2 separate regions of the Siniperca chuatsi genome follow, and region 1 is linked to region 2. Evidence: chromatin contacts called from public Hi-C data. All regions are on one chromosome and are shown on one strand. The core of a region is the stretch at or near the end of the contact, and the rest is flanking DNA. Distances in the headings are between cores, read along the strand shown.

Evidence for each region. Hi-C and Micro-C count contacts between places; a contact is called where the count stands out from the background.
Region 1: a Hi-C map of skeletal muscle shows a contact between it and region 2, with 5 times the contacts expected there. The contact joins the enhancer-like site here to the promoter of chst11 in region 2. A contact is called at or near these places in 2 of 3 Hi-C or Micro-C datasets (skeletal muscle and an unstated tissue).

Annotation. Positions count from the first base shown.
Region 1 is chrLG23:20,131,562-20,136,500 of ASM2008510v1, forward strand. It overlaps slc41a2b (solute carrier family 41 member 2), which reads right to left. Exons shown (of 11, transcript XM_044185371.1): 4 at 2,793-2,864; 5 at 1,945-2,089; 6 at 1,520-1,666. Among protein-coding and RNA genes, the nearest start is that of nopchap1, 8.1 kb to the right of the region's middle. Within about 2 kb of position 2,305, the one cell type or tissue checked has an H3K27ac peak away from gene starts, as active enhancers do.
Region 2 is chrLG23:19,960,886-19,965,920 of ASM2008510v1, forward strand. chst11 (carbohydrate sulfotransferase 11) reads left to right here and starts at 1,922. Exons shown (of 4, transcript XM_044186545.1): 1 at 1,922-2,290. The coding sequence starts at 2,188.

The sequences.
Region 1 (4,939 bases), core at 1,055-3,554, 170 kb after region 2:
TCTGAGAGTGACACAGCCAGACGGCCTCACTGCACTGCACTGCCCTGCCATGGAAATATGAAATAGAAAGTGTGTTTAATACATTTAGCTCACAGCGCTAAATTGTTCCTTTCATAGTGGTGAACATCTATGTCATACAATCAGACTTGACGGGGTTAGTTAGTATGAGACGCTTTCCAACCGCTTCAAGTGTTTGCTGTATTAAGTAATACAAGGCGGTGCAACATAGGTCTGGGTGCGACATGAATTAAACATGAGGAATGTGTGGTGGGAGGAAAAGAAACTGTGTTCTGCAACTGGAGAGCAGCGCTGCTACAGTGTGAGGGAGGAGGGACCTCTACTGGCTGACTGGCCGCAGTGTGTTGACTTTCCTAAGAAGCAAAAATCTGAGGTTCACAACCATTTCTAACTGAGAGAAGATGGACCAGGAAGTCCAGAAAGAGGCATTTGGTACTGTAATATTACGAGGGGATAGTTACTGTGTGGTCGCTACGTTTCATTCATAGTTCCCACCACAACACAACACACCTCTATTGGAATTTCATCCAACCCACCTTTTCAGGTGGTCTCGATCCAGTTGTATGGTCTCCACCGCAGCTTAAATGACAACTTTCACACCAGCTAAATGGGCAAACACATCAGTGTTTGTTTTTAACTTAACAAGTTGGGTGTTAAAGCACCCTAAACCACATCTGCTGCTGAAAACAAAAACGAGCAAGGATCACATTTCTCATGACTAATCCTGAAGATGAACAATGAATTCCACCTGATAACATGATTCAGTCTGACGTTTTGGTTACTGGACTCACATGCACACTCTACGTATACAATGCATTGTTATCAGTAATGTGATAACTTACTTCTTTCCAGTGAAAAATCAAGTGACACCAAGCATCCCCATACTTGCTGCTCACTGACTGATGGGACTACGGATGTTGGAAAGATAATGAACTCAGTAAAATCAGTGGTGTCATGCAGTGTCAACCTTAATATTGACACATTTTCTGCTCAAAAATCACCCTGGTTAGGTCATAAATTATTTTCAAATACAGTTAAAAGCTGCATGTATCTCAGGGAATTATGTAACTTTAAAAAAACAAAAAAAATCAAAACACGTCACAAAAATATTTCCTCTAGATCTTTCTGCTCTGTCCTTCCCACACAAGTGCATTTGTTTTCTCTCTTTCAGTTCCACACTACACAATATAAAACAATGTTGATTTCTTGTATACTCACTGCATTAAAAATTATGCTATAAAGTGTATGATTAAAATGTAAGAAGTATTAAAATCTTCTGAATGATGTTATATTATCTAGCCCGGGGGCCAATCATGTGCCACAGAGAACCATCAGGTTTGGTTGTCATTCCAACCAAGATTTCACCTACTGATGGCACTCCTTCAGAGTGGAGCAAAAGAGGAGAAGGACTCATCAGTAAAATCACCTGCCACTCCTGATGTAGTCATATATCTTGCCTGTGACTGTAGCAGTCTTCTAAAGTTAGTAGCTGTTCACCTACCCAGGCACTTGTAGAGGCCCTGGCTTATCCAGGCCAGGATCGCCAAGGTTATGAGGTCACCAAAACTGGCGGCAATTGGTGTGGCTACGTTGTCTGGGTTGATGCCCGTCTTCTTTGAACCCACAATTACACCCACCATGATGATACCTGAACATGACACAAGAAGGGTGGAGCACTAACGGTCATCACATTACAGCTGACTTTCAGACATTATCCGCACAGTCTGTCAGCAAAAAATAAGTGTTTTTGTAATCCTAACTTTTTTTTAAATGCATGTGAGATTAGTTACAAAGACTGTCTGTGAAGAGGACAGAAGTGACACAGCTTCTCCAGAGTGACAGTATTAACAGTTTATTTTAAACTGTGGCACTCAGCTGTCTGTATGCAGTATGTATGTGTGTGTGCATGTGTGCGTGTGTGTTTACCCTGCAGCAGGGAGGCTATGAAGGCTGTGGCCACGCTGCTGGAGCAGAGCAGCACAGCGTGGCTCATCTGGAACTTCCCCTCCGGGATCCAGCCAAGAACCACGGCTGCTATAGCAGCCAGGAAACCCACCACAGTGGCCTGAACCTGGAGGAGAGAGGCAGGGGGATTTACTATAGTGCTGTTTTATTGATTTGAGTAAACAAACACTACCATGTGTGTGAAAACAGGCCAACGGTGCGTAAAAGATTAGTAAAAGGGTTACTTTTGGTAGGTAATGCTATATAAACATGAAATACTGAAATCTATATCATGTCCAGGTAGATTTTTCCATTCCATTCCATAACACGCCCTGCTGACAGATGTTATGCATAACATATTGGACAAAAAGGTCATGAAAACACTATGGTGTTGCATGGTGTGTTTATCAGTGTGTGGGTAGATGATTGCCAGAGCCTGTACTCAGTCTTACTACACAGACAGAGATCAATAGAACAGTCTGAGTGAACCCCCACCTGTGTCCAACCAAACACCACCATTGGTAGTGGTAATGTGTATCAAGAACATAACATACCATATAACATCCATAGCATTACATAAACATGACAGTATGTAGATGTGCCTATGTTACAAATAATTAAATTTGGTTTTTTCATGGTACTATATGGAACCCAAATCAGTAAAGGTTCCTCTAAAAACTGCATTAAAATTAACATTTTATCATCCATATTTGTGTAGAAGCTAAACAAACAATCATTGTAGTACTGATTCATTTTTAATGAATGTTGGCTGTACATGAATAGATAGTTCAAGGCAGCAACTGTGTGTGTGTGTGTGTGTGTGTGATTACCTGCTTCAGTGCCAGGTTGCCTATGATAAGATTCCACTTCTCTATGGGAGAATCCATCTTGCCTACATTCACCTGTGTTGGGACAGAATAAAGAAAAAGAAAAAAGCAAAGTAACATTCTGTGAGTTTTCCATGACTGCTGTATCTATGCCAGAGCCCCTTCATGGACTGGAAAGTCTGTAGACCCCCAATTTTAGAGGACCCAAATTAAGAGGACAAATAATCATCAACTTAAAGGGGTACTCTAGCTATTTAGCATTGCAATTCCATAAAGTTGGGTGAGTTATAAGAGACAGATTAAAGAAAGTATGGTTAGATAGATAGATAGATAGATAGATAGATAGATAGATAGATAGATAGATAGATAGATAGATAGATAGATAGATAGATAGATAGATAGATAGATAGATAGATAGATAGATAGATAGATAGATAGATAGATAGATAGATAGATAGATAGATAGATAGATAGATAGATAGATAGATAGATCGATCGATCGATCGATCGATCGATCGATCTCAAGGACACATCTGCATTTTCCCCCAAAGTCTGCTAAACGTGACATAAGATGAACAGGCACTTTTATAGAATGGCCATTCTATCCTCTTGGCTTTTATTTTGATATATTTACTTTTACTTCTGGGTCAGCTGTCTTGCTTTTCTTCATGTCTTTCTTCAAAAGGAAAAACGAAAAAAGGAATATGCAAAAACCTAAATTGGGCCGTTATTTGAATTTGGTTCTCGTTTTTCATTTTTTGATTCTGACAACAAAAAAGGAAAAACAGCTCTGTTTATCAGTTTTTGGTTTAAAATGAAAAAACGAACTGCCAGAATGTACACGGACCTTGTAGATCTGACATCAAATATTAAATATGATGAATTCATTTACATTTCCACTGAAAGCACAGCCTGTGAAAACACAGGGTTGTCTCCGCTAGAGCTTGGAGACACATGTAGACACATTTAGTGTCCCTTACATACTGGGGCTGTGGAGTGAGAAAGATGTGAGGGGCTTCCAGGTAGGGAAGGTCTAAAGAAAAAGTTATCAAGCTGCATTATGGGAAGTGTAGGATCCAGTGTTTTGGGAGCTTGAACCACACTAGGGTCTGGTTTTCTCATTTTTTTGATTCTGACAACAAAAACGTTTTTGGTTTAAAACAAAAAAAATCATGGTATTTTCATTTTTTCCGATTTTGGTTTCAAACAAAAAAAAAACGAACTGCCAAAACGTACACGGACCCTACAACCCACAGAAACGTCCCTGGTGATGCCCTGTCAGGCCTGTATTTCTTGCTTATTTCGAGAATTTCTTGGCTTTAGTTTGGTCTGGACAAGCGAAATGAAAAACAGAGCTTTTAATCAAGAATGGACGGACTCTTACATGTTCAGTCTTCCCACAGACAGTTCAAAACCAGTATGTCTCATATGTTCTGAGACCGTGGCGATTATTAAAAGCGGGAATGTGAAGCACCACTAACGTTATGAGACAAAGCACAGAGCATCTTTTGAGCAAACATACCCACTCAAACCCAAACTGAGCGCACAGAAAATAAACGATCTAAGAGCCAATATGATCAATCCACCAGAAAGAGGAGTGTCTGTGTTTTTGACAGTATTTAAAATCATACCTTCGGGATTTCTAAATACCCTGGTATACCGTAATACCTTGATACCGCCCAAGCCTACTGTGGAAACAGTTATAATGTCTTCTGTGGCTCTCAAATCTGAGAAAATGACTAAAATGATATCACTCAGAAAAGTCCTCCCACATGTCTTTGTAATGCATAATTCCCCTCACTGTGAATCAGCGTCTGTTTCATAGCTGAGCCTGAGGAGAACAACAGTAACATGAAGACAAATTGTTTTTTGGGACACCACTGAGGAGTATCAGCTCACACTGAGCTCTGCGGTCCGTGTTGACACAGCACTGTGAATGTGGAGCCTGTACGCAGGGAGCCAGGGGCCAACGGGAAGAGCCAAAAAACAAACAAAGAGGGAATTCTGCTCTGTCACTTTGAGTAGTGGAGAGAACTGAGACATGGATACACTCAAAAATCTCTGACAGGTTCTGCTGACTAAGTGTTTCATGCACCTATGTGTACGATTGAAAATACACAGGTTCGGGGAGAGTATGACGCAATTTTATG
Region 2 (5,035 bases), core at 672-3,171:
GACAGACAGCCTAATTAGAAAAAGTGCACAGGAGTGTATATTTTGGCATGTGCCTGAAAATGCCATTAGAGCATAATCTGATCAAAGCCAAGCAGCTTCTATGACTTTGTGCAGGTCTCACAGCAAGGTTAAGATGCTGCATAAAGGTCTGCTGTGTCTATCACTGCCTGCTTGTCTTGGACAGTGTTCAGAAGCTTCAGCTGACCCCTGTGCAGTGCATGCTCTTATACCACTAGATGGCACTGTAGCTGTTTGTGGAATAGGTACATGAAGCAATACTAACTGTGTTGTGTCATGGAGGGAAAGAAAAATAAAACGGATACAAAGATGTGTGGGTTGAAAAACCTTAGTGCAGTAATACTGATTCTGCTACTAATGTCTGCAACTACTATTACTGATAATACTGCTACTATTAGTTCTACTGCTTTTACTGTTGTACTGCGAGCTGCACCAATAAAATGTCTTCTACTACTTTAACTACAACTACTACAGATAGGTCTACCACTAATGCAACCACTGGTATTAGTGCAATTACTATAACTGGTACTATCATATTACTGTTGGGGATTTTAATCTATAATGATGCATCATGTTTTATAAGCTCATCATATGTTTTGTATGTAAAATCTTAATTTGTAGAAGTATAAAGAAGCATTTCATGTGCATACTCAAAAGTGGTGGAATCTGTTTGCTTTTACTACAGTTTTGAGGTACTTGTACTCAGTGGTACAGGTGAAAGCCCTGAGTTCACAATTTTACTTCAGTAGAAATATTAGCATCAAAATATATAGAAGTGCCAACAGTAAAAGTACTCATGATGCAGGCCCATTTCAGAATAATATATATTATTTTATTGGATTATACCATTATTGGTGCAAATATGTGTACATCACTTTAATGTTGCAGCTGGTAAAGGTGGAGCTCATTTGGATTACTTTATATACAGCTGGATAACTTGTAAATTTCCCCCAGGTTAGGGTTAGGCCTATTTTATCGTAATCTATAATAACACAACATCACCTATTTGTGGATGATATTTTCTATTATTAATCTGAATCTGCAAAGTAACTAGTAACTAAAGTTAGCAAACAAACGTAGTGGAGTAAAAAGTATAATGGTTGCCTCTGAACTGTAGTGGAGTCAAAGCATTAAGTAGCAGAAAATGAAAATACTCAATTAAACACACGTACCCCCGAACTGTGTTTAAGCACAGTACTTGAGGAAATGTTGCTTTCCACCAACACTTTGAAGTCACTTTATACTTCAGAGGCCAGTATTGAACTTCCACTACATTTATCTGACAACAAAATATATGAATACATATGTTATAGTTATACATTGCTATAGATTTAACTATCCAACTGTAGCTTATGCAGAGTAGTTCAAACTGGCTGTAGAATGTTACTTACACATGGCTGCATCAGTAATAATGATCCAATGCATTCTGCATAATAAGCACTTTTTCTTTTGCTTGTGTACTTTTACTTAAGTCAGTTTCTCAGTGCAGCTTCTGAAGGCATGTTTGTGATCTGGTAGTTTACACTGTTAGATTGCCAAAGGATGTGAATGATCTACCACTGTTCTCCAGTACAGTAAAGTAGGAGAAGGCAACCTCGAAGCTGCACCACTGCCAAGACTGCTCCTGCAACTGCTGAGACACGCTCTGCAATATTCTCACAAAAGCGTCTAACAGCCTCTGCCTCTGGTGTACTGGGTGACAAATAGGAGGGTGGACATAATGAAAGAAAGACCTTAAATTATACTGTAGGTGACCAGGAGAGTAGAAACTCTTGAACAATACAACAGCTCATCCCATTCCACCGACTGAAAACATGGCAGCTGTTTTAGCTTTTTTATTTGTGATATGTGTGTCTTCCAGAAACACTACTGTGGTCCTGTGGCTGCCACCTAATGCAAGAGGCTCCACAGCAGGTTTTAATGTGAGGCTCTTGAACAGAAGCTACAGCTGGACGCGCTCATTTCCTCCGAGCGGGGGTGCCACCACGCTGTCCCTGCCCTCCCCCACCCCTGCAGCAGCCCAGCAGTGGTACGCTCCGTCTTGGATGGGTTCAGCTCATTGACCGGCAGACAATCCTCATCAGTACCACCAGAGCCCCGGAGATTCCAACAAACCGGCCCTTCATTCCCCCCACAGCGCGAGCAGCACCCCCAGCCTCTCCGCCCGTCATGAAACAGACTCTGAGCGAGCTGATGAGGATGAGCAGGATATGCCGGATGGTATTTGCCACCTGTTTGGGATCCTTTATTCTGGTCATCTTTTATTTCCAAAGTATGTTCCAACCAGGTAGGATCTCCCTCCTCTCTCCTCTCTCGGATGTGTGTGTACGGCTGTGTGTGTGTGTGTGTGTGTGTGTGTATTCTGATGTATGGCATCTTGTCTGGCAGCCTCCTGGCATGTTGACACATCGATTTGTCCAGGCTGTACAGTAACGCAGCAGATCAATAATTGATACTTGTGCCGCGCGAACGCGTAAATCATCCGGCAGGAGCTCACTGTCTGAAATCAATCTTTTATGTGTCACAGTTCCAAGACTCCGGATTGATGGTCTTGTTGTGCGGTTGTCCGGCTTTGTTGAGCGGTTCTTTCTCGGGGGGAAGTGTGGGTTTGTGCGTTTGGGTGTGATTGGATGTGAGCTGTTCGCCCCCTAGCTGACAAGTGGCACGGAGCTGGCATGGGAGGCTTTTTGTCTACAGAAACATGACGATGGGAATCGGTGCACGCGCGGTAGTGGGGTTTGGCAACGTGGGCACTTGCAGTCTGAAGCGAATCCCAATTTGATCCAGATACATGGTCTTACCAGCTTGATCGAGAGCAAAGACCATGCTCTAATGGAACACTCTATCTGGAGTCCATATCTAAAAATAAAGCATCTTTAGCAGGGAGCATTTCAAACCGACGTCCAGAGACCCGTTTCATAATTTCTCACACAATAAAGTCAATCCTCTCAGACTGGGAGATCTGATCTGTTGCTTTACCAAACCTCCGTTTTAACGAATCAACGCCCCTGATGGACGTGGTATTCGTGCAGCAGCCTCTGCGTGCGCCAGAAACCAGTGAACCCTGCGCTCAGACGCGCAGAGGAGGAGCGCACCGAGCCTTCAGCACAACAGGTTTACTGTCCGCTGCTGAAGACCACTATCTTTCTGGGCATTTGCTTTCCATGAACAGAAACTGAATCATTCCCAAGCACAAATGATAATCCCATAATGTTACTGTTGGAGGCAGTGTGTCTGCGAGGCCCAGCGGCTGATGTTAGATTGTCTGTATCATGCTTTATGGCATTTCTACATCTTTAATACTCCTTTGATACTTGAGGTTGCAGTATCCATCTAAAATCGAGAGCTCTTGGAGGATCAATGCTCTGGCGTCCATTGGTCAGGTAACGGGTCTGGAGACTACACAGGCCTGTCAGTCTGTGGGTAATGATGTGGAAGCAGAGGGAAGGGAGACCTTACAGAGGAATCCCTGCTGTGTCTGAGTGATGGGGCTGCCGGGATAAAGGAGGGGTGAGACGTGGGCTACACCAGAGAGCAGGAGCGTCCAGGAGCAGCGTCCACACAGAAGCCACAGCAGACGGCTGTCACAGCTCTCCTCAGGAGCCATTTGTCTGGAGATCCAGCGGCTCTGTGTGAGTCACCGGTGCTGCTGCTGGCAGCGATGGACAATTGATATTTCTAATCCCCACAAAGAAAATCACCATTATACATCACCTCAGGGGGCCTATAATGATTTAAATGGCCGCGGTATGACTGCACTGTAATATTAACTTTTTTCACTCTTTTCACTATCCAAGAATATAATTGAATTACTGAATCAATGTTTGGAAACGGAGAGATCAGAGGTTACCAAAACTTTTGCATGTCAGCAACTGCTAAACAGCTCAATACCTGGACCACATGCACCCCTTTTGTATAGTTGACATTGGCTTTACTGCAGACCCCACTGCTGTATGTGTAAAAATGATAAAAATAATTGCAAAATCAACCATTTCCCCCTTTGGTTCTATTTTTTCTTTTCTTCTGACCTTTATAAAGCCCAGTATGTAGAAAGGTGGTGACCCTTGCCTTTGCCACAAACTGGGCTTGCACGTTTGATGAAGGCGACGAATGCAGAAATGAGCACAAAGCATTGCTATTACACCGAATCAGGAAATATTTCATGCTTTATGTTACATGGGCTATATATGAAAAAAATTTTCTTTTGTCCTTCACAGACAAAGCATTGTACAGTATGTTTTCCCAGACAGAGGCATTACTTCTATTCGGGGTCAGTTAAACAGGCCCCCGAACACAACGTTAGGGTTAAAGGATCAGTTCACTCAAATTACAAATTTAGTAGCAAGTTTTATCTGCTGAGGTTTGGAGATAAAGCATCTGTCTCTGAGATTTCTGATTGCAACCCAATTAAATCAAGGTGAATGGAATTTCATGGAGCTCACAGCATTCAAACGATGACATTTGAATTCTCCGGTTTTCTTTGGATCTACTCTCTAACAAATCGTACGCCCCATGAATACTGTTGAGCGCATGTTCTGCAGTATGAATTATCCAGAGGAAGGCGGACACTGTTCCTGGAAAGAGATGTTGAATTTTCAGTGCTGCAAGCACCTCAGAACAATTGCATTGACCTCCACTGCACTGGGGTGGAGGCCGAACTCTCACTGCATGCCCAGATACCCCAAGATGTGAGTAAGGAATTTTATTTTTACATTTTAGGTGAACTGACCCTTTCAGCATTTAATAAGATCCTGTCCTAAGAAGCCCCCACCTGAGAGGTGCCTGTAGTCGGATATCATTTAGTTAAGAATTATACAACTGTGTCCTGTAGCAGGAACACTGTACAGAGTGAGACCTCTCCTCTACTGTACATCATTAAATGAGGAATTGATTGTAAAAACTGAACCAAGACTCCATTAAACCCCTGTCAGGGACCCCTGGATCCTGCTCTCACAGTTGTGCCAATCTCTGCAGCCACTGCACCAGTTTCTGCCCGACACACACACACACACACACA